Regions from separate parts of the Sus scrofa genome. Here regions 1 and 2 are each linked to region 3. The links are chromatin contacts, called in public HiChIP or PLAC-seq maps. All regions are on one chromosome and are shown on one strand. The core of a region is the stretch at or near the end of the contact, and the rest is flanking DNA. Distances in the headings are between cores, read along the strand shown. Region 1 holds the start of STK24 (serine/threonine-protein kinase 24). Region 2 holds the start of MBNL2 (muscleblind-like protein 2). Region 3 holds the start of IPO5 (importin 5).

The links. HiChIP or PLAC-seq counts read pairs in DNA pulled down with a chosen protein or histone mark.
Region 1: a contact with region 3 is called in an H3K27ac HiChIP or PLAC-seq map of alveolar macrophages. The contact joins the promoter of STK24 here to the promoter of IPO5 in region 3. A contact is called at or near these places in 1 of 5 promoter capture datasets (liver), 1 of 47 Hi-C or Micro-C datasets (heart right ventricle) and 1 of 2 datasets of contacts at active chromatin or transcription factors (alveolar macrophages).
Region 2: a contact with region 3 is called in an H3K27ac HiChIP or PLAC-seq map of alveolar macrophages. The contact joins the promoter of MBNL2 here to the promoter of IPO5 in region 3. A contact is called at or near these places in 1 of 47 Hi-C or Micro-C datasets (embryonic fibroblasts) and 1 of 2 datasets of contacts at active chromatin or transcription factors (alveolar macrophages).

Annotation. Positions count from the first base shown.
Region 1 is chr11:67,563,972-67,567,075 of Sscrofa11.1, forward strand. STK24 (serine/threonine-protein kinase 24) reads right to left here and starts at 1,671. Exons shown (of 11, transcript XM_021065380.1): 1 at 1,218-1,671. The coding sequence starts at 1,259.
Region 2 is chr11:66,480,028-66,483,472 of Sscrofa11.1, forward strand. It overlaps MBNL2 (muscleblind-like protein 2), which reads left to right and starts at 1,896. Exons shown (of 10, transcript XM_021065800.1): 1 at 1,896-2,864.
Region 3 is chr11:67,017,852-67,021,283 of Sscrofa11.1, forward strand. IPO5 (importin 5) reads left to right here and starts at 1,448. Exons shown (of 26, transcript NM_001244301.1): 1 at 1,448-1,558. The coding sequence starts at 1,469.

The DNA.
Region 1 (3,104 bases), core at 421-2,920, 550 kb after region 3:
CTTTTTCTGGTTTAAGAGAGAGAAAGAGCAATGATCTCTCGCCAAAAGGGGGGCAGATTCCCAGGTCCTATGGAGTCCAGGTACTAACTTCTCAGGCCTCAAGAGTGAGGGGGAGAGAGGAAAACGAGCCCGTAGAAAGTCTCAAGATAAATAATCCGCTGGGAGACTTGTGGCTGTTTCCTTAAAGCTGGTGTGTCCCAACTCGCTTGGCTAAACCGGGAATGCAAAACTTTACCCACATACCCTAACCGTATAGTGAGATTTTAATCCCAACCATTCTCCCACCATTTATATGCCCTTACAAACATTACAAACTGGCCAAGGACGGGGGTTTTATTTTTCAAAGAGTTTTTAAACAGTCCCCCATGGCGAAAAACTTGCACGCAGTCCTGTAAATTGGAAATGCAACTTCTCTCCCCGCCCCCACCCCCCGCACCCCTGCCCCCACTCCAAAAAAAGTCACTGGAAGGCCAAGGAGCCACCAAGTAGCATCGGAGAGGTTTACTGGGAAGGGACTGGGCTGCATCCAAGGCAAAGCCCAGCGTGCCGGGATCCACCCTCGAGGGCACGGGGTTCGAAGGATCCCTTCTTCCGGAAGGTTTACGGGCTCGCACTTTCCCCTCCGTCGGCACCAGGAGGAAACGCGCCGAACAAACGCGCTGGAAGTGGAGCTGGCAGTTACACCTTCCTCCACCCCGCCCTGCCTCCGCCGCCCCGCGGGCCCCGGACCAGTCGGGGCGCGCCCGGGGCTCCCCTCCCGCCTCTCAACTTTACTGCCCCCTCGCCGGGGCGGCCCGGGGCCTCCAGCGCCCGCCGCCCGCGCCGGGGCCCAGAGAGCGAGCCGGGCCTCCAAGGGCATTTCCCCACATCACTTCTCCCCGGGGATGGGCCGGCGCGGGGCCTGCGGCTCGGGAGGCGCCGGGGGCAGAGGACGCGGGCAGGGCGAAGCGCCGGCACCCCCACGGCCCCCTCGACCCCCTGCCCGCCGGGGCCGCCTCCAGGCCGCGGCCCCAGCTCCCTGCACCCTTCCGCCCCCGAGACCCAGGCCGCGGGGCCGCTCGGGGCGCCCCGGGGGCTGCGAGCGCGGCGCGGGAGGCCGGCGCGACCCCGGAAGGGGCAGCGGAGGGGGAGGGGGCCGTGTTTACACCGCCAAGTTCCCCGCTTCCGCCCCGGCCCGGGCATCCCTCGCTGCCCTCGGCAGCCGGGTTCCTGCCTACCTGCATGCCGGGCAGGCCCGACTGCACCGGGGAGTGAGCCATGGCGGTCAGGACAGCCACTTCCTGGGACGGGACGGCCGGGCCGCGGCGATCCGCGCGGGCGACGAGGCCCGCGGGCCGCGCGCAGCCCTCGGGCGGCGGGGGCGGCCGGCCAAGCCCGAGTCCGGCTTCGGTGGGCCGGCCGGAGCCCGAGGCCACCCCAGCCCCCGCGGGTCCCGGGCCGCGCGGCGGGCTCAGGGGCCGGCGGCGGGCCGCGTCTCCATGCACCGCGCCGGGGAGGGGCTGCCAGGGGCGCGGGGCCTCGCCGCGAGCTGCTTCCGCTCCTGCCGCCGCCGCTGCCGCTTCGGCGGCTGCTGCTGCCTCTCGGCTGGGAGCCGGCGGCCTGGGCCCGTGCGCTGGCCGCCTGGAGCCGGAGTGGGCGCGCACAGCCGGCCGAGCCTGCGAGCGCCGAGCGCGCCCCGCCCCGGCCCGGCCCCCGCGCCCGCCCCCGCGGCCCGGCCGGGGACCCCGCCCCGCGCTTCCGGGAGGGGGAGGAGGAGGCTGGCGGCCGCCGGGCGCCCTAGGCCGCAGCCGCCTGCGCTGCCGCCGGCCCGGGCGGGTGGGGGTCCGCGCGTCTCCCGCGGGCTGCGCCCCCCTCCCAGCCGGCGGGGCGGAGCTGGGAAGAGGGCGCGCGGGCGGGAGTGGGGAGGGGGACACAATCGAAGGCGGTCCCGGGGCGACCGCCCCCAGGCCCCGGCCAGTCGGGCGCCCCGGGGGACTGGGCGGCCAGGGCTCGCTGAGTGCCAACTCTTGCCAGACCATCTCCCTCCTGCCCTCCGCGCGAGCCCACCCCTCCCCGCCTGGCCCCGGGGAAGCGGGCTCCCGGCGACCTCTCCGGGGGCAGAGTCGGGGCCAGGGGGACCTCGAGAGGGAGCGTGCCCAGCGGGGCCTCAGCCAGTGGCCGGTTCAAAACTACCAGGGCGGAGCTTCTTGGTGTCTGGGTGAAGTTTCCAACCAACCCAAGGAGGAAAGCGGGAGGGGAGAGGCCGAGAGTAGTTAATTCCGCGTTTTGGCGACTTGAAAACACCCTGCTTGGAATACTAGGAGCTGTAAACTTAGCTGAGGAGTGGGGGGCTGAACCCCACCCTCTCTGGGCCCCGGAGAATATGCAAATTTAAGAATATGTAAATTACAATAGGGGATCGTCTGCCCCCGAGAAGGGGAAAGTGGGGGAGGGAGGGGGAGGAGGAAGGGACACAATGAAAGGAAACCCTGTCTAGACTTTCCCCTGGCCTTCTCCCGCTCTTTCCGCTGCCTCCACCTTTTAGACACCTCTCCTCCAACTACAGAGGAAAGAAATAAGAAGGAATGAATCAGTGCTGCCTCCAGAAAGTAGTATTTTATTTACAACGACAAACAGTGGCAGCCACTGCAGTGATGTGCCGTATCCCCGGTTGTGAGGACCGGTGAATGCCCACGTGGCACCGCGGGCGAGGTTGGACAAACAAAAATGAGCCCCCACGAGTTCACAGACTATTGGAAAAAACTAAAAAGTCCTCCCCCTGAAAAAAGGATTGTTTATTCTCTGAAGTGTCACTGTATTCAGAGCTCTGGATCAGACTAGGAGTGAGGTGCTAAAATGTAATCTTTGCCTTCCCTTTGGAAATCTGTATTCTCCCCCCCCCCCCCGGCGCCGCCCCCCCCAATTGGTCCAGAGGACTTTCAGAGACCTTGTCACTTGGTGGTGAAGCCGTGTCACCCCCAAGTACTGTGAAGAGAATGTAACAAATAGAAAGTTAAGAAAAGCATGAACCCTGATACTTGGGAGCGTGCCAGCATGTGTAAATTTAGTGCATCTAAAAAATGGGCACATAAAGGGGTGGATGGCAAAACAGGCAAGAGAATGCA
Region 2 (3,445 bases), core at 646-3,145, 540 kb before region 3:
GGATGGATATGATATCAGTTCTCGAGATGGGAGTCATGAGATGAGCAAGTCTGTTCATGGCATCTTGCTAAATGATGTAGAGATTAAAACAAGAAGAGCCATCTTTTAGTGAGCATTTACCACGTGCCAGCCACTGTATAGACATTTCACATGTATTATCTCAATGAACATACTACATAAGCCTAGCTCTCTGCGATGGGGAGATCAGCTCAGTGCTGAGGGTTTAATGGTCTGTGCAGAATGCCTTTACAGGGAAGAGTGTAAGACATTGTGAACAGGAAAGTGGCCATCACAGAAGCTGAGGTCTCAAGGTTGGGTAAAATTTCCAATGAAGCGCTTGGGAGGCAGGTTGTAAAGATGGGCTCTAAGAGCCAGGTCCTGGCGAATCAGGTGTGACTCCATCAAAAAGTTCACTTAGAAAAACATTATAGAAAAAGTTGAGGAGCAAAGGAGGGCCCAGATTATGAAGAACCTTGAACACCAGTACTTTGGGATTTATGGAGAGAAGAACTGAATATGGAAGGAACGTGATACTACCTGATTTTGGAAAACCTGTCTAGCAACAGGGGAGCTTGAGCGTGGGGAGGCTTGAGTCCCAGAAGGTAGCTTATTAGCATTTGTATTAGCTGGGCAATAGGTCAGAGTTGTAACTAGCTAGAAGGAAAAAATATTCAACCAGATCTAGTTTCACTGAATGAAAATAGAAAAATGAGTCAAAGAAGACTAAAATTTCAGGACTGAAATTTAAGGGAAAGGTAGTTTCAAAGTCAGCATCAGAGGGGGGATCAGGAAGAGGATATTCATAAACCTGTGATATCCTACTTACATGCAGGGTAATAGAAAGAATATTTAAAAATAATTTTTACCAGTTCCAGCATGGAGATCGTTTAAATTTCCAGAAAAATTATGGTAGATGAAAGCCTGCCAGTTATACATGTGATGGATTTACATTGGGATGAAAAGAGCATTATAAGATTTGGGAGGAATGAAGTATGGTATTCTATTGGAGAAATACCCTCCAAATCATATGAAACATTGTGATTTTAAAATGCATTTGTGGAGTTCCTGTCGTGGTGCAGTGGTTAACGAATCCGACTAGGAACCATGAGGTTGCGGGTTCGATCCCTGGCCTTGCTCAGTGGGTTGAGGATCTGGCGTTGTCGTGAGCTGTGGTGTAGGTCGCAGACGCAGCTCAGATCCTGTGTTGCTGTGGCTATGGTGCAGGCCAGCAGCTGTAGCTCCTATTCGACCCTAGCCTGGGAACCTGCATATGCTGCAGGTGTGGCCCTAAGAAGCCAAAAAAAAAAAAAAAAAAGAAGAAGAAGAAGAAAAAAAAATGCAATTTGGCAGGGAACTATACTCAATGTTACATAATAACCTATAAGGCAAAAAATCTGAAAAAGTATAGATGGATATATATATGTATAACTGAATCCTTTTGCTTTCACTGAAACTAACACAACACTGTAAATCAACTATAATATAAATAAATAGCAATTGGCAAAATCAAAGGAAATCATGAATCCCACACCAACGGTTACTTCATTACAGGTGCACTGGACAGTTGCTTATAAACAATAGGGTGTGGGTTCAACCTTTCAGGGCTTTGTTCGTGCCTTGGTCTAGCCAGGTACCATGAGATAATTTTTTAAATTCAAAATGTTGTGTTTAGTGGAAGGAAAGCATATGTGTTTTGTGTTTTCTAAATGCCATTTTTTTTTTTCAAAATAGAGTACAGTTGACTGGGAAAAAATAAATAACCCTTAGTAACCTTTGCATTTCTGTGCTCCTGCTGTATCTCAGGGAACTTCAGCACCTTCAAAGCATCCTTTGTGGAGCCACACCTGATGGCGCCCCTTGGATCACGTGTCATGCGTGCTCAGCAGTAAACATCTTGCCGTAATCGTCGCTTCCTTAAGGACAATGTGGACCAGTGCACAGTATTTCTCAAGTGGTACCTAAGAATCTTAGGGTCAGGTTAAGGCACACCTTATCCTCTCAGAGAAGCCTGCCAAGAGCACAAAAGGCTCAAGTATCGATATCCATTTTATTGTTCAGAATTCCCTAATTGAAGGCCCCGGGAGTCTGAAAACTTGGACGAAAGATATACGGGCTGCAGTAACAGATGTCCTAGAGGAAAACTGTGCAACGGATAAGGGCATGTTTTGACTTCGAATAGGCACTTGGGCCAACGCGTTCTTCCTCACTAACGGAAGGTGTATGGATTTCCACGGCAGGCACCGAATTGTTTCTCCTTTCGGAAAAAAATATATGCTTTGTCCAATGGGATAATGACTTCAGTTTCCAGCACAACCCGGATTTCTTTGGATCCTGCGGAGTTCTGCCTTTCCCAAAGTATTTCCAGGGCAGCCGCAAGCCCTGGCTGTCTTCAAGGCTGTTCTCTGGAGCTGCCCCTCTCTCTGCTCTGCCAATTATGTGCCACTTTGTCTTGGTGCCCTGACTGCTTTCTTCTGAGAGGGAAATTCCTCTTTCATCAGTATGGATGCACTGTTTTCACACACTGCAAGTGCTGTGTTGCTGTGTCAGTCATCCTATGAGGGCCAGTTTCAGACGAGTAGGGCTGACGAGCTGGCTGGGGATTGGCTGCCCACGGCGGGGCGGGGTTTGTCGGAAGGAAGGGCTGCAGCTTACAGCAACAGAGTTTAGACTGTCTTTGCTTCATCATCTGAAGGCAAAATTTTCCAGATACGGCAGACGGGTCTCAGAGTACAATACACAGGGAATGAGAACTATTTACATGGAAATTTCTTCCTCATGATGCAGCGGAGAAGCCTCGGCCGACTGATTCTGCCAGATGTTCCTGGGGTCACTGTAAAGGGAAAGGAGAGGCAGAGCTAAACAAGGTAAGGGAATCACCCCCCCACCCCCTTCTTCTTCTTCTGTTTTTTTTTTTTTTTTTTTTTCCCCCTGAATGTTTAAAGAGTTTGCTGCAGTATGCTGCATTCCGTGTGTGTTGCTTAGGGAAGCCGGGGAAACCGGATTCCACTAATTCAAATGTAATACTTGCGGGGGGACCCTGGAGTTTTACGTAACATTTTGATTTGAGAAAAAGGAATGGCAAAGCGTGAATCTGTGCCGCCTGTTTGGGGTGAGGCAGAAAACGAGTTTTTTCTTCAAAGAATAGATCCATTGATTATTCAACAAAAAGCATTTGAATTCTGGCGAGCGTTCTTATTTTCTGGTTCTAGAAAATTTTCTGACTGCCATAGTTAGCTCGGGCATAAAGTTTAACGTTGATCCCATTATTTGAAAACAGACTTGTAATTAAGAAAATGAAAAAAAAAAAAACTCATGGTAAATAATCATCGATTGAGTGTTAGCCAAAGGAAAAAAATATATATATGTCTACTTATTGGGAATTAGGGACCTACCTAGGTCTTATAATGTCAAGGCTTTAATTGAGTTTCAAAAGCACATTTTTATT
Region 3 (3,432 bases), core at 198-2,697:
TGGACCCAATTCGACCCCTAGCTGGGACCCTCCATGTGCCCTGGGTGCAGCCCTAAAAAAGACAAAAAAGTAAATAAATAAAAGTAGGATTTCAAAGACCAGAACCTCAACAGAATAGTCAATAGGAAATTAAATTCCCCAAGTTAAATACCATGGACCACCAGAGTGTAGTAGTCTCTATTGTACCCAATGAGGAAACTTCTCACTAGAAATGTGTCTTTTTGAGGCAAAAATGAATTGTGTCACTTTTTCCACTGTCACCCTTGGCCCACTGCATTGGACACAGTAGGGCCTCAACAAAAGTGCCCTTCGACAACTGCTCTCTCAGCCTTGGGGCGCTCCAACGGTAAGGGCAGATTGGAAGTATTATCTCAGCATTGTGTACTGCAATTGAAACCAGGTCTCTGAGCCCCCTATGGACCGGTGTTTATCAAACACCTACTGAGACTTAAGTCCTACAAACCAGTGTTTCTTTAAGGAAGAGGGTCTTAACTTTCCCCCAACCAATGAAAAACTGGGACCTCAAAACAGGGAATTCAAAGGAATAGCCAAGGATCCTAGGGTGGTAAAAGAGGGGGAGGCAAATGCGCTCCGTGTACATCTCAGAGGACAGCGGGCTGGGGGTGGGTAGGCCTGGCCGGAGAGCCCAGGGCTGAGTAACCCCTCTTCCGGGCAAGCCCAGCGCGTGAGTCACCAGTGAGGTGTCGGGAGGAAGGGGCTGCCTGAGTCATAGCCCTTGGGGAGGTCGGAGGGTCTAACCGGTGCGAGGATCTGTGGAGCTGGGGGTGGAATTTAAGTCGGAAGTGGATTTTGGATTTCGAAATCCATTCCCTCCCTTCTTCTGGGATGGGGGATCTAGGGTCTCTGGGGCCGGGGTGGAGGGGGAGAGGGAAGGACTGGAGCTGGGGGCGCTCCCGAGGTCGCAGGGAGGAGCTTAGCCGGCTAGCGGGGGAGGAGGCCGGCCAGCCCGGGGCGCCGAAATCTCCCGCGCTCTGGAGCTGGCCCCACCTCCCCAGCCGGGCCTCACGCCCCTCGCAGCCGCCAGGCCGGCCAGCCGGCTCCTCCCGCCCTCCCCACCACGCCGCGGCAGCCACAGCTGGGCGGCCGAGTCCCCGCCCGACCCTGCCCGCGCCGAGCCGGGCGGCCCGCCGCGCGCCGCCAGTGACGGCACTGCAGGGTGCGTGGCCAATCGGCGCGGCCCCCGAGGAGAGGCCTCGGCCCCGCCCCCAGAGCTCAGGGCCAATGGGACGCCGGCGCCGGTGGCCGCGGCGGGGTGAGGGGTCGCGAGGCCCCGCCCCATCCTCCCCTTTCCCCTTTGCCCCGCCCTTTCCCGCCCGGCCCCCCAGCCCCAAGCCGCTGCTGGTGCCGGTCCCCGCGCTGGGCCCGCCCCCGCCCCTCCCGCCGGCCCGCCAGCGCGCCTCACAGCGCCTGTCTCCCCTCCCTCCTTCTCTCTCTCACGCCTAGCGCAATGGCGGCGGCCGCGGCGGAGCAGCAACAGTTCTACCTGCTCCTGGGAAACCTGCTCAGCCCCGACAATGTGGTCCGGAAACAGGCAGAGGTAACCGAGCTCGCCGTCCCGGACTTCGCGCTCCGGCCGGCGCGCCGACCCTTCCCCTTACGCCGCCCGCTGGGCCTCGGCAGCTCCGCCGCTGCCGCGCAGGCCGGGCCGGCCGGGCGGCGGCCGCGCAGCCCACGTGTGAGGCGGCCCGCGGCTCCCGGCGGTGCCCCCGGGCTCTTTCGGCCCTTGCAGCCGCGGTGCCCGGCGCCAGTTACCTCGTCGCCGCGGTTCACACACGTGCGGCTGCTACTGACATGCTGCCCCCGCCCAGATGGGGAAGCCGGGCGACAGGGACAGGGAGGGATGGGGGGTGTGGGGCGGGCCCCGGGGCTCCCCTCGCTCCTTTCTCACTTTCCCCTGCTGGGAGCCTCCCCAGCCCTTCCAGCGGCGCTCTGCAGCCTGTCCAGCCCTTTGGTTCCCCCAAACCCTGGTTTCTCCCTGACCCGTCACCCCTGCCTCTCCCCTGCCCCTCACTCTTCACACGCCGTCTGTCCCTCTCGTCCCCATTCGCTCCTATTGAAATGTGTGCCTTGCCTTCTCGGCTTCCCTCTGTCTCTTTCCATTTAGTCCCTTTTCTCAGTCTGGTTCCTAACGTCAGAAGCCGGATTTCCCTCCCCAGCCACCCCCCAATTGTGTGAAGTTGCCTTTAGGATTTCTTTCTAAGCATCTTGTACCTCCCTTTGCTCATCCATCAGATAAGTCTTCCTTGATCTCTAGAGAGTTGTGTTCTTATAAATGGGATGTCCTGGGACTTTTCGTTGTCTTAACTGGGCCAGTGCCATATGTTTAAGCTTTTAATTTCTCTGAATCAGCCTGAATCTCTTTTTTTAACCACCTCTGGCTCCTGACCTCCAAAATGTGGAGCTGTTAATAAAGTTTCAAGAGACAGTATTTCAGAGGTATCTGCAAGTAGGTATTTACCAAGTGGGAGTATCGTGCGCTTGGTTCTTTGGAAGACTGTTAGTACTAAGTCGGTGTGGAGATGCGATTTGGGACACTTCAGGGGAAGGGCAGAAACTTTGCAGTTTCTATACAGTGCATTATTTAGCCCTATCCTCAAACCTGATTGTATATGGAGTTCTTTGCCACCACATGATGGAAGATTTTTACAAGATTCAGTGGAGAATGTTCAGCCAGATGTTTTTACAGAATAGAAAGGGACTTTCACATAGTTAATGAAATTGGGGGACAGATCCTCCTCTGGACTCGTGGGATTTGTAGTTGTCTTTAAAATCACAACATCAGCAGATTGAGGATCTGCCGCTTATGCTTAGTGGTTTTATGATCTGTGAAGTATATACACTGGAAGTTCAGTTTCCTATGAAAAGCACTTTAAACAGCTATCAACTTTATTCTAATAGGCTTTTTCGATTCATTTACTATACCTGTAATACATAATCAGGGTAAAAATTCAAGCTGCAAATAGTTTTTTATCCCATTCCCCAAAGGACACTTTTGAGTGTTGAATCTTCCTTGCAGATATCTTTATGAGAGTGTATGTATACATTTAATTTTTACATGCATGGGCTTTTAATATGCATCCTCTTGTGCAACCTGGAATTTTCACTCAGTGTGTTTCACTTTGCCACCTTAGGGGTTTTGTTTGTTTGTTGTTTGTTCTTACGCAACTATAGATGAGTTTACTCTGCTAACCACCTATGAATGGACATTGAGGCTTCCAGTGTCCACTCCTAAAAATAGTGCTGCCCATAGGAGCACATCTATACCTACCTTTTCAGGCTTTGCCAGATTTCTTTGTGGAATATTTGTCCTTAAAAGTCATGTGCATTTATTAGTTGCCTCAATTTCCACTGCTGTCAATGGGATATGATGAGCCTATTAAAAAAAATTTTTTTTAATGCTTTCTGCTAACT